2 separate regions of the Mus musculus genome follow, and region 2 is linked to region 1. The links are chromatin contacts, called in public HiChIP or PLAC-seq maps. All regions are on one chromosome and are shown on one strand. The core of a region is the stretch at or near the end of the contact, and the rest is flanking DNA. Distances in the headings are between cores, read along the strand shown. Region 1 has its middle 24 kb from the start of Gm33162. Region 2 has its middle 30 kb from the start of Gm33309.

Region 1 (5,461 bases), core at 1,084-3,583:
TTTATCTTCCGTTGGGGCTGATAGGATGCTGTTCAGTGGGTAAAGGTGCTTGCTGCCAAGCCTTTTGACCTGAGTTCAATCTCCAGGCCCTACATGGTAGAAGGAGAGACTCGACTCCTGCTCTGTTCGTTTCTTGTTACTTTATGTCTCTCCTTAGCTGCCATCTGATCCTTAGCTGGCATGCAGAGATGATAAGTGTATCCATTCTGTAAACTGAAGCTCTGTTTATACTTGAAACTATGTATTCTATTTATGTTTACCTGATTAATGACTTACTCTGCAATGAAGACGGCCATTGCAGGACATATTCTGTGAAGTTTCTTGGATTCTTGTTTGCTTAAGAAAACAAATGAAGATCTTAATTCAATTTTTATGCCAGAATGTAGACTTTGTAAGGCCCTATTACAATCCTCCCGTGTCCTGACCTTCTCTCAGGCTTGCTATTGGCTGTCTTTCCCTCTCACTGTCACTGTCCCCTCCCTCTTGTTTCCTCCATTCCTCTCTCTTCCTCCTACCTTCTCTCCCTTATTCTCTCTTGTCTCTTCTCCTATCTGCAAACCTCTCTTGCTCTCTCCCCTCTTTCACTTTTTAAAAAGAATTGGATGATGATTTATTTATTTTTAGTTTATGTGTATGGTATTTTGCCTGCCTATATGTCTTACACCATGTGTAGCATGCAGTGCCCCAGAGGCCAGAAGAGGATGTCATATCTTCTGGAACAGAAATTACAGACAGTTGTGAGTTACCATGTGGGTGCTAAGAACTGAGTCAGGGTCTTCTACAAGAGCAGCCAATGCTCTTAACCTCTAGGGCATCTGTCCTTTCCCCACTATCGCCTCTTTGAACTAAGTTCTCCTTTGAAGTGTTCTATCCCATGTGGTATCTGAGCTCTGCTGCAGTCTCCAAGGTTGCTGATGAGTTAACTTACTTCTGATCCTTTCAAGTCACATTCCATATGTCTTCAAGTGTAAGACGTACATAATTGCAGGAGTCTACATGCCTTAGAGAGGACCGAGTGAAGATGCAGGATTGCAAGAGTGCAGAGGGTTTGTTAGGGCTTGATGTTAAGGACGTTTTCAGCATGACACACTGTGCATCTCAGAATCATGAACTGTATTTGAGTTTTGAAGGGAGTCTTCTTCAGGCAATGCTGCAGTGGCTCCCTTGGTAAAATGATACACATTTTGGTGGGGAGAAAGGATTGAATGACAGGGGACTTTGGCTGCCTATGAGTTTCTCATGGTGGCTGTAAAAAATGATCACAAATTTACTGACTTAAAACAATACAAACACATCAGTTTATAGCTTTGTAGGCTAGAACTTCGCCATATCTCTCACTGGGCTAAAGTGCAGGTGCTGGCAGGCTTGTTTTTTGCTTTTATGTTTTTTGGTTTTTGTTTTTTTTTTTTAATGGAAAAAAATTAGATTTCCTGTCTTCTCCAGTGTTGGAAGGCCTTATGTTTTTTCTGTGTACAGTCTCTTTCTCCACTGTCAGGGCAGAGTGTTGCTTCTCCATGACCCTCCACAGTCATGTCTCTCTCTGACTCTCTTTGCCTCTCTCCTTCCCTCTAAGGATCCTCACAGTGACCTTGATGTCTTTATAGCTGTCTTAGTCAGGGTCTCTATTCATGCACAAACATCATGACCAAGAAGCAAGTTGGGGAGGAAAGGGTTTATTCGGCTTACACTTCCATGCTGCTGTTCATCACCAAAGGAAGTCAGGTCTGGAACTCAAGCAGGTCAGGAAGCAGGAGCTGATGCAGAGGCCGTGGGGATGTTCCTTACTAGCTTGCCTCCTCTGGCTTGCTCAGCCTGCTCTCTTATAGAACCCAAGACTACCAGCCCAAAGATGGTCCCACCCACAAGGGGCCTTTCCCCCTTGATCACTAATTGAGAAAATGCCTTACAGTTGGATCTCATGGAGGCATTTCCTCAACTGAAGGTCCTTTCTCTGTGATAACTCCAGCTGTGTCAAGTTGACACAAAACTAACCAATACAATAGCCAATATAACCTTCCCATTTGAGGATCATCTGATTATCAACTTTAATACCTTAATCCCCATAGCTATGTAACCCTCATATTCATGGGGTCTATTAGAACACAGGCATCTTTGGATGTCATCACTGTGTCTGTCAATCCTAAATATAGAAGTCCCAGTGTGGCAGGGCTTGTGAACATCAGGGATGGGAGGAGACATGAAAGAAACCAGTCATGAACTAGCTTCTTCTGAGTTGTGACCTTTTCATGTTGTTTATTAGACAAAGGAGCCAGAGAGCAGCAAGTGAGTATTTGCTGTAGGGTTGATGTCATGGACATGCAGAAGTGTGTACAGAGAAGGCACTGTCTGTACTGTCCATGCAAAACACCCTTCAGAGCATCATCCCCTTGGGCTCAATAGACAGAACTGGAAGGAAAGGAAAGCTGGAAATGGTGTGTGTGTGTGTGTGTGTGTGTGTGTGTGTGTGTGAGAGAGAGAGAGAGAGAGAGAGAGAGAGAGAGAATTAGTACAGGGATGCATTACTATGGTAGCTGGGGTTAAACTACATCATTTTCTCTCCCTTCTCTGCTCTTGGTGACTGGGCATCAGCAGCTTACTTGTGGGCCTCACTGTTTGTAAAGTGGAATTAACAGATGCGCTGTAAATACGAAGAGAGAAATAAACATACAGAATTGAGCATTTATCCAGGACTTGGGCAATGGCATCCATTCCACCTTTCCCACAATAATACGTAGGTTGCCCTGCAGTTGACAAGGATTTTTCGCAGCTGCTTATTATGAATGTAAGGAAACAGAAGGCCTACACCATAAGCAGGGAGCAGAAAGGAGCCAACCGAGCCAGGCATCCAGCAAACGCAGTAGGAACTGTGCCAGGGCCTCTTGGGCACTCCTACCCTCTGCTCTGTCTGTTGTTTGCGCTTGTGCACTCCTAAGTTGCTATACCCAGGAAACTGCACACACAAGTCTAAGCACTGCTCAGACAATGCAAAAGAAGCCTAGTACAAGCCCACAGTTCAGTCTCTGCAAGCCAGCCCTGCTAGCCAAGGGAGCCCTGTAGCCTCTAGGTAAAAGGGGGGGAGTTCTGAGTTAGCTTCCTGTAAACAGCTGACTTTTGGGCCTGCTTAGGTCAGTTGCTCCATTCTCCAGCAAACAGGACTTTAGAGTAAGAGAAGGAAACACTGACGCATCTATTCTGCTGTGCAGAGGAAGAGTGTTTGCATTGCGTTTAAAGGGCACCATAGTACCAGCCAGCCACACGCAGAAAGCCCTTTGTGTGGTAGCCATGGTGCCTGCCCTGTAATCTCACTTAATCCTTATTTAACCCTCAGGGTTCTGTCCACTTTACATATTGGGAAGGAAAGATACAGAAGAGAAGAGAAGGTTGCTGTCGGTCACAGGGAGTAAGCAGGGAGGCCGAGTGGGAGCCTGGTTCGATCTGGACAGTGGGTTCCCAACAGCGGTGCTCCTCTGTAAATGGTGTAGTTTCTTCTTTCAGTAAAATGCTTTCGGAGTCTTCATTTCCAGGGTCTCTAATCAAACTTCTGGGGAACACATATTCCACATCCACCCATTCTTCCTGAGTCAAGCTTTTTCCTAGGCTTTTCATTTCTCCATTCCCCCCTAGAACAAAGGGGAACTCTGTTCTTTAAGAATATTATCTGTTTATGGGGTCGGGGTGTTCCTTTGCCCATGCTTGTGCTGTGGGATGTACAAGGACATCAGAGGCCAGCTTACTGGAATCAGTTCTTTTCTTCTCTCTTACAGCAGAGTTTCTCTTTGGTATTTCTTCTATGCTATGTGCTCCAAGCTAGCTAGACAGTCTCCTGCCTCTGTACCCCTATCCCACTGTAAAGCTGCTAGGACTACAGGTGTGCACCACCTTATCTGGCTTTGTCCCAGATTATCAAGCTTATCCAGCAAGTGCCTTTACCTACTGAGTCATCTCTAGCCCTCCCCAACCCTTCATTCATTATATGTATGAAACAGATGCCGTTGTGTGCACAGAACTATGTTTGAGTTGTGTGCACAGAACTATGTTTGACTGGCTTTGGTAAGCGAATTCAAGGACAAGTCGCACACTACCCAAACCCTCCAAGCCAAAGCTGGGAGCACAAGAAGGCCTGGCCCTGCAGAGATATAGTACCCACGCCTGTGTCCTGCCCCACAAGCGGCCCAGCCTAAAGAACACACTGATTCTTGTCTATGTTTTCCCCTTTCTGTGGCTCCAGATGTTGTATTTAACTTTAAGAGGTGAAACACTGCAGAATAAATGTGGCCATATGCCCAGGTGTGTGCATTTGTGCGAGTGCTTGTGCATGTGTTCGAGTGTGTATGTGTGTGTGTGCACATGTGAACATACACATGTGCACCCATGTATTTATGTGTAGAAGCCGTCTCTCAATGCCAGCTAAAAATATCTATCAAGCACTTCCTCAGTGCTGGAAATTGAGGGCACCATATGTTTGCATTTCTAGGTCTTCCTAAGAATTATATAACGGCCCCCAAAGCCAAGATCAGGGCCAGCCGTGGGACACATCTCTAATGAGAAATGCTGAGGAAGGCCTGACCTTGAAGAGAACTAAGCTTGCCAGCCCATGGAATGTTCCCAGCCTCGGGCTTTAAACAAGAACGGTATTCAGAGGTTGAACGCTCTGTTGAAAGCAATCTGTCCCCTTGCTTTGTCTTGGGGACTTATCAAGGTGAGCCCTGGCCCTCTGAGGCACTGGGTATCGAGTTTAGAGCTGGGCACTGCTGTCAGTAATCTTCCCAGCCATCTCTAATTAGCAGTCTCTGGGCCCCCCAGGGTCACACAGTCCAGGCAGAAGCGAGATAAGCAAGAGTTCTAGTCTCCTCACTCCCAGAATGGCACCCCAGAAAGGCATCCTGGGAGAAGAGAAGCAGAAAGGTTTTCTGGGAGGAGAGCCATGGGAGGCAACAAAGCCAGCACACAAAAGCTTATCACGGGCTCCCTCCCTCCGTGCAGGCCCTCCACAGAGGGAAGTATCTGATTGCTGCAGGCCCATTGTGGGCCTCTGCAGCTTTCTTCCCTAGAAAACACCCCTTGTCAGCCTCCACTTCTGCTCTCTCTTACTTGACTAAGGCCCCAGTACAGAGGTCTGGAACTTAAAGTTTAATTTTCAAACAATAGCTCATGAACCGCTAGTAGCATATGTATTTGGTTTAGTGGGTGATATTCATCATGTTTAAAATACAGAGAGAAATTAGATTAGACTAGACTTGAATAGGAGTGTAACTGAGGGCACGAGAGATAAATGAACGTAAGCGTGGTGGTGTCTGTTAGAGTCCCGTGAGTGCTGCATCATGATCGAAAAAGTAATTTTCCGTTTTTCCTTTCAGTACTTAGGATTGAACTCGGGGCCCCGCATGCTAGGCAAGCTCTCTTCTGTGAAGGAATGAAGCATATGAAAGTGTTTATAGGTGAAATGACAAAGTCGGAAAGA
Region 2 (5,461 bases), core at 941-3,440, 210 kb after region 1:
GATCCATCAAAAGATCATGTCTCAAAAATAACATCGGACAAAATACCACAGTTAAGCATTTTATATGCCCAGTATGTACACATTAAAGACCATGGTAAGCCAAATGTTCATTTTTCCATGCTTATATGTGTATAGTTCTTGTTGAAGCTGTTTTGTAAATGTCTGTTGATCTTCTGACCTGGTCTTTTCTTAATTAATTAACTAATTCATTAATTTTGGAGATGGAGCCTTACTATATTTTCTATTCCTTTCAGACTCACAGAGATCCATATAGCGCTGCCTCCCAAGTGCTAGGATTAAAAGCATGTGCCCCACGGCCATCTTTATTATTTTTTTTAATGAAGTCCTTCCATGCTTATTTATATAAAATCATGCACATGAATTAATTATAGGATGCACAGGTACTATGAGATAAAAAAAAATCCAGATAAAGTTTGCTTTTGTTCCATATTTTGTATGGTGAAAATACAGTCATCAGGTTTCAGAAACAACAAGCAGGCCAGTCTTATAAAATGCTACACTGGGGGTGGTTTTGTGCCTTCTAAGATCTGGGCACCTCATTCTTCATTTTGGAGATTAGGTAAGTTCACCTCGGCAGAGTGACATATCTGGGTTAATTCTATGTCAATGGTCACTGTCTTGATCAGGGTTCTATTGCTGTGAAGAGATACCATGACCATGGCAACTCTTATAAAAAAGACCATTTAATTGACTTACAGTTCAGAGGGTTTGTCTGTTATCATTGCAGCAGGGAGCATGGTGGCATTCAGGCAGACATGGTGTTGGAGATGTAGCTGAGAGTTCTACATATGGATTGGAAGGCAGTAAGAAGAGTGAACCACTAGGCCTGGTTTGAACTTTTGAAACCTCAAAGTCCAACTACAATGAGACAATTCTTCCAACAAGACCACATCTACTCCAACAAGACCATACCTTTAATAACACCAATCCCAATGAGTCTCTAGGGGCCATTTTCATCCAGACCACCTTGACATCAAAGAATTCAGTATAAAATATAAATTCAATTTCAGGGAAATAATTTTGTTGATTTTAAATTTTTGAGTAAGTATCAGAGAGCAGCCATGGGGGACCAGAGACATCTCTCATGTCATGGCAGCTAGCAGTAGTTATCACGTGGCCAGCAGCATCCTGGACCCCTGTCTGTACTGACCGATTTCACTCACCTAACAATCTTGCACAGTGAGTACAGTTTATGGACCCATTTTATGGATGAGAATAGCAAGATAAAGGTCCTCCTCTGGCAAGCCAGCATCCTGGGATTTGAATTCTCTAGGATCCAGACTCTGAGGAGTGAACCTTTGCTGTGTTGAAGAACCTCTTTGATGACTTATAACCTTCAAGCTAGATACACTCCAGCTAAAAAATAAGAATATGATCTTGCGCATTTGAGGTTTGTTTGTTTGTTTTAGTTTTAAATTATGTATATGTGTCTCTGTGTGGATTTGTGCACATGAGTACCAGAAGAAGGCATTGGAGCTTCTGCAAATGGAGTTACACACAGTTGTGAGCTGCGCCATGGTGCTGGCAACAGAACTCAGGTCCTCTAGAAGAGGAGCCAATGCTCTGAGCCGCTGAGTCATTTTCCCAGACCCCTTTGTTTTTGTTTATGCGTTTGTTTTCTAAGACAGAGGTTCACTGTGCACCTCACTCTTGCCTGGAACTCACAAGGATCGTCTTGCCTCAGCACCCTGCATACAGTTGCAGAGAGAAGGCAGCATGCAGGTACTGTGGTTATCGATGCTCACCTTCCAAAGTCTCAGACAGAAACTGCAGCCTGAACAAACCCAGCTGCAGCCCTTCCTATGTGAGACAGAGTATTTTCTCAGTTCTGTGCAACAAAACCAACTCACCAAGTACAGTGGCCTGTGAGGTGGCAGGAGCCCGTAGCAAGCACTGGCCTTCTGTATTATTAAATGCTTGTATTCATTGAATTGCAGATAGGCTTAGTGACAAGAAAGCGTTACCAAACTAAACTTAGAAATATTCCCCACTGGTGTCCACAGTTGCTGTATTTGATGGACATAGACTTGTCTTTCTTGATCCGGGCAATGACCTCAGAAAACTCCTGCAGTTAGAATAAAACAAACATTAGAAAGGCAATTAAGAGCAGTCAGAGGCATTCAGTGCCCAAACAAAGAGGAGTCTGTCTGTCTGGCAATCACCAGAAGGCAGGAGGCGGATGGTGCTGGCGATGTCTGGCAACTCAGCAGGATTGAGGGCCAACAGCTCCTAGCCTTTAAGAAAAGGTCAACAACACTGGTACAGCCAACATTGACCCCCTCCTGGCAAGAAAAGGAGGAAAGCAGGGAAGACAGGGACCCTTCTGACCTGCCACAGAAACTCCTAGAGGCTTCTGTGCTCCTCATATTGGTCAGGCTAGCCAATAGTCAAGTGAAAGGGAAGCTGGGAAGGCTCTCAGATTCCCAGTTTCACATAGAGGTGAATGTAAACAAGTCAGGAGAGGATGCCGAACCAGCACAAAGATGATAAAAGTTTTCCTTGCTGCTCCTCATGTCCAGGGTTAGAGCAGTGCTTAAGTGCTCACTGTGTGCACCCAGCGCTGTGCTATGATTGGCTGTAGGTTTTCCTGCCCTGAAGAATTTGCTAGATGAATTCCATAACCAATTTTTTTCAGGGTTAAAATATCATGGGGGAATTCTTAGCCGTGTGTGTGTGTGTGTGTGTGTGTGTGTGTGTGTGTGTGTGTGTGTGGTGTCCACACAAGAATTGAGTCTCTAAAGACACTTCAAACTCTATAGCTCTCTGGGTCCATATAAATAGTTATGAATAAAAGTCTTCCCAACCCCCACCTCCAGTGCCACGGTCAGCGATACATGGCGATCCAGATTGCAGCATAAATGATTTCTGTATTGATTTGATATGGTGGAGGCAATGGGGATTGGCCTGTCAGCCCTTATTTTAAAGGGTGTCAGTGCCACAAGCTTAAGAAACAAGGGCGAGGTATGGGGATGTGTCCAGTGACAGAGTACTTGTCTAGCATGCACAGGTCCCTTGGTCCAATACCTGGCACCAACACATAAAACGCCAATCCATGCCAAAGGATAATACTAGGAAATTAGAGGAAAAATTATACTAAACATAACTTTTCACTGGTTGTTTTTCTTTTCTCTTAAAAAGAGGTTTATTCATTTAGTTTCTTAATTAAATAAATATTCATTATGCATACATTTGTGTGCCTGTATGAGTTTATGTGTACTATGTGTATGAAGGTGCTCCTGGAGGCCAGAGGGCACGAGACCCTTAGAACTGGAGTTAGAGTGGGTGGTAAGCCACCTAAACATAAGTGCAGGGAGCCAAACCTGGGTCCTCTGAAAGAACAATAGCACTCTTAACTGCTGAGCCATCTTTCCAGTCCTATTTTGCAATCAGGTTTTGTTCTTATTGTCCCAGCCTCTTAACCCAAGGGCTAGGACTTTGGAGGTAAAGGACTACATAGTCCATTACCTTCACACTTCTGGACATCATTGATATCCACTAATGAGATGAATCTGTTTCTTCTTCTGGAAACAGAAGGAGGGGAAAGCAACCTGTACCCCCATCCCACAGCTATGGATGGCATAGTTGTAGGAAAGAGCACAGTGTAGGGGGACCCTAAAAGTGAGCACCATCACCCCCAGCTTTCCTCACTCTCACCCTTCTAATACCTTTATAATCATTTGGGGCCTTTAATCTACTTTTCTGCTTGAAATGCCAAGATCTGTAGAAGAATTTTAATCCAGTAACATGGCTGCCCTGGATGGAATGCAAACACACCCTTAGTGCACACCTTTAATTCCTAACAATGTAGGTGATATTCGTTTGTAGAAGGAAGCAGCTATGTTGGATAAGAATGTCTAATTGAAGGACAGACAAAGTGACAAATCAGAGAAAGATTTGACAGAATGAGTCAGAGACGGTATATGTCCAACTCTTATGAGAACAACCCAGGAAAGAGAATCTACTTAAAAGCAGGGCAGAGAGGGGGGGGGAGAGAGGGATGAGAGAGAGAGAGAAAGAGAGAGAGAGAGAGAGAGAGAGAGAGAGACCAGTCAGCAGTTTGGTTGAGTGAAATTGAGTTCAGTACAATCAATTGGGAGGCAGTGCAGTGCAGTGAAGTTGAATTCTTTTGTGAGTTCATGCAGATTGGTGCAGGTCAGGAGAGGCTGTTGAAGCCAGGAAATAACAAGAAGCCAGAAGATTAGAACAGATTGTCAGAGTAAGTTTGAGACTAAGCAGAACAATTCTGTGAGAAGCTAAGAGAAGCCAGACTGAATCAGTCAGCTTGGAGAGGAGTTTGGGTCAGAACAACTGTGTCAAACCAGCCAGCTCTAGTTCAGAGAGAACTAGAAAGGGTGAGCTTATTCAGCAGCAAGGCTTCAAGAGGACAATTACATCAGGCAAATAAAAGTTACTTTTACCAAAAAACAGTTGTTTCTATTTTTTGCTTGCCACATATGGCAGGGTTATGCATCAGTCAAACTTAACAGGAGGGCTGGGAAGATATCTTAGTGGTTAAAGTGTACTCTAGCATTCGTGTAAAAAGCCGGGTATGCGGTGCATACCTGTAATCCCAGGGCCTGGGAAGATGGAGACTAGAGGATTATGCCCAGTGCTTAGTGATCAGCTAGTCTAACCGAATTGGCGAGCCCTAGGTTCATTAAGAAACACTGTCTCAACATTGAGCGTGATTGAGGAAGATGCCTGATGTTGACATCTGACCTCCACATAAGCATATGGTGTGTTCATATACACTTTCATACACACGACTATATATACACATGGCCAATAAGAAAGCTAAACTGAAGAGTCTCAGTCATCCATATTTACAGTCAATATAACTATCTGCATATGGAAACTAGGTTTATAGTTAAGCACTATAAATGGCAGAATGTTCAGCAGGTTGCTGGATACAAGACTAATCCACTGAGAAAAGCCAATGAGCAAGCCCTGAATATGGACCATCCCTGATTCTGCTCTCTCATCTCCCACATCTAATACTTACTGAATCCACTTGAGTACACATATTCAATATATACAAAGTGCACTGACATCTCACCACCATCTCCCTAAGCCAGGCCACTGTCATTTCTAGTCTATGCCAGAAACTTTCTAACTGGACTTTCTGAATGCAGTTCTACCTCATGTGTCCCTCAAGTGTAGCTGGCATTGTCTTTCAAAGTCATTCACGTACCTCAAAAGCTTGACAATGCTCTTGAGAAGGATTCACAGCTCTTTAGGTTCATGAAGTTCTTCACTACCCGCCCCTGCTGGTTTTCTTTCTTGCTATCCCACACTTCCTACTTGAGAACTCCAGCCATTCTGGATCCATTCACGTTCCAATGTACCATTCAAAGCAATGTTTCTACCTGGAGCATCCTCCTATTCTTTACTACCCCTCCCTCTTCAGCTCCTTCTCTCTCTCTCTCTCTCTCTCTCTCTC

What was found. HiChIP or PLAC-seq counts read pairs in DNA pulled down with a chosen protein or histone mark.
Region 2: a contact with region 1 is called in an H3K4me3 HiChIP or PLAC-seq map of stem cell-derived neural progenitor cells, with 23 read pairs. The contact joins two enhancer-like sites. A contact is called at or near these places in 1 of 484 Hi-C or Micro-C datasets (nephron progenitors), 3 of 115 datasets of contacts at active chromatin or transcription factors (bone marrow-derived dendritic cells, embryonic stem cells and stem cell-derived neural progenitor cells) and 1 of 9 other capture datasets (embryonic stem cells).

Annotation. Positions count from the first base shown.
Region 1 is chr3:101,558,123-101,563,583 of GRCm38.p6, forward strand. No RefSeq gene overlaps it. Among named protein-coding and RNA genes, the nearest start is that of Gm33162, 24 kb to the left of the region's middle. Within about 2 kb of position 2,334, at least 34 of the 459 cell types and tissues checked have an H3K27ac peak or open chromatin away from gene starts, as enhancers often do. A contact at or near this core is called in stem cell-derived neural progenitor cells, where this site is marked.
Region 2 is chr3:101,764,536-101,769,996 of GRCm38.p6, forward strand. No RefSeq gene overlaps it. Among named protein-coding and RNA genes, the nearest start is that of Gm33309, 30 kb to the left of the region's middle. Within about 2 kb of position 2,191, at least 14 of the 459 cell types and tissues checked have an H3K27ac peak or open chromatin away from gene starts, as enhancers often do. A contact at or near this core is called in stem cell-derived neural progenitor cells, where this site is marked.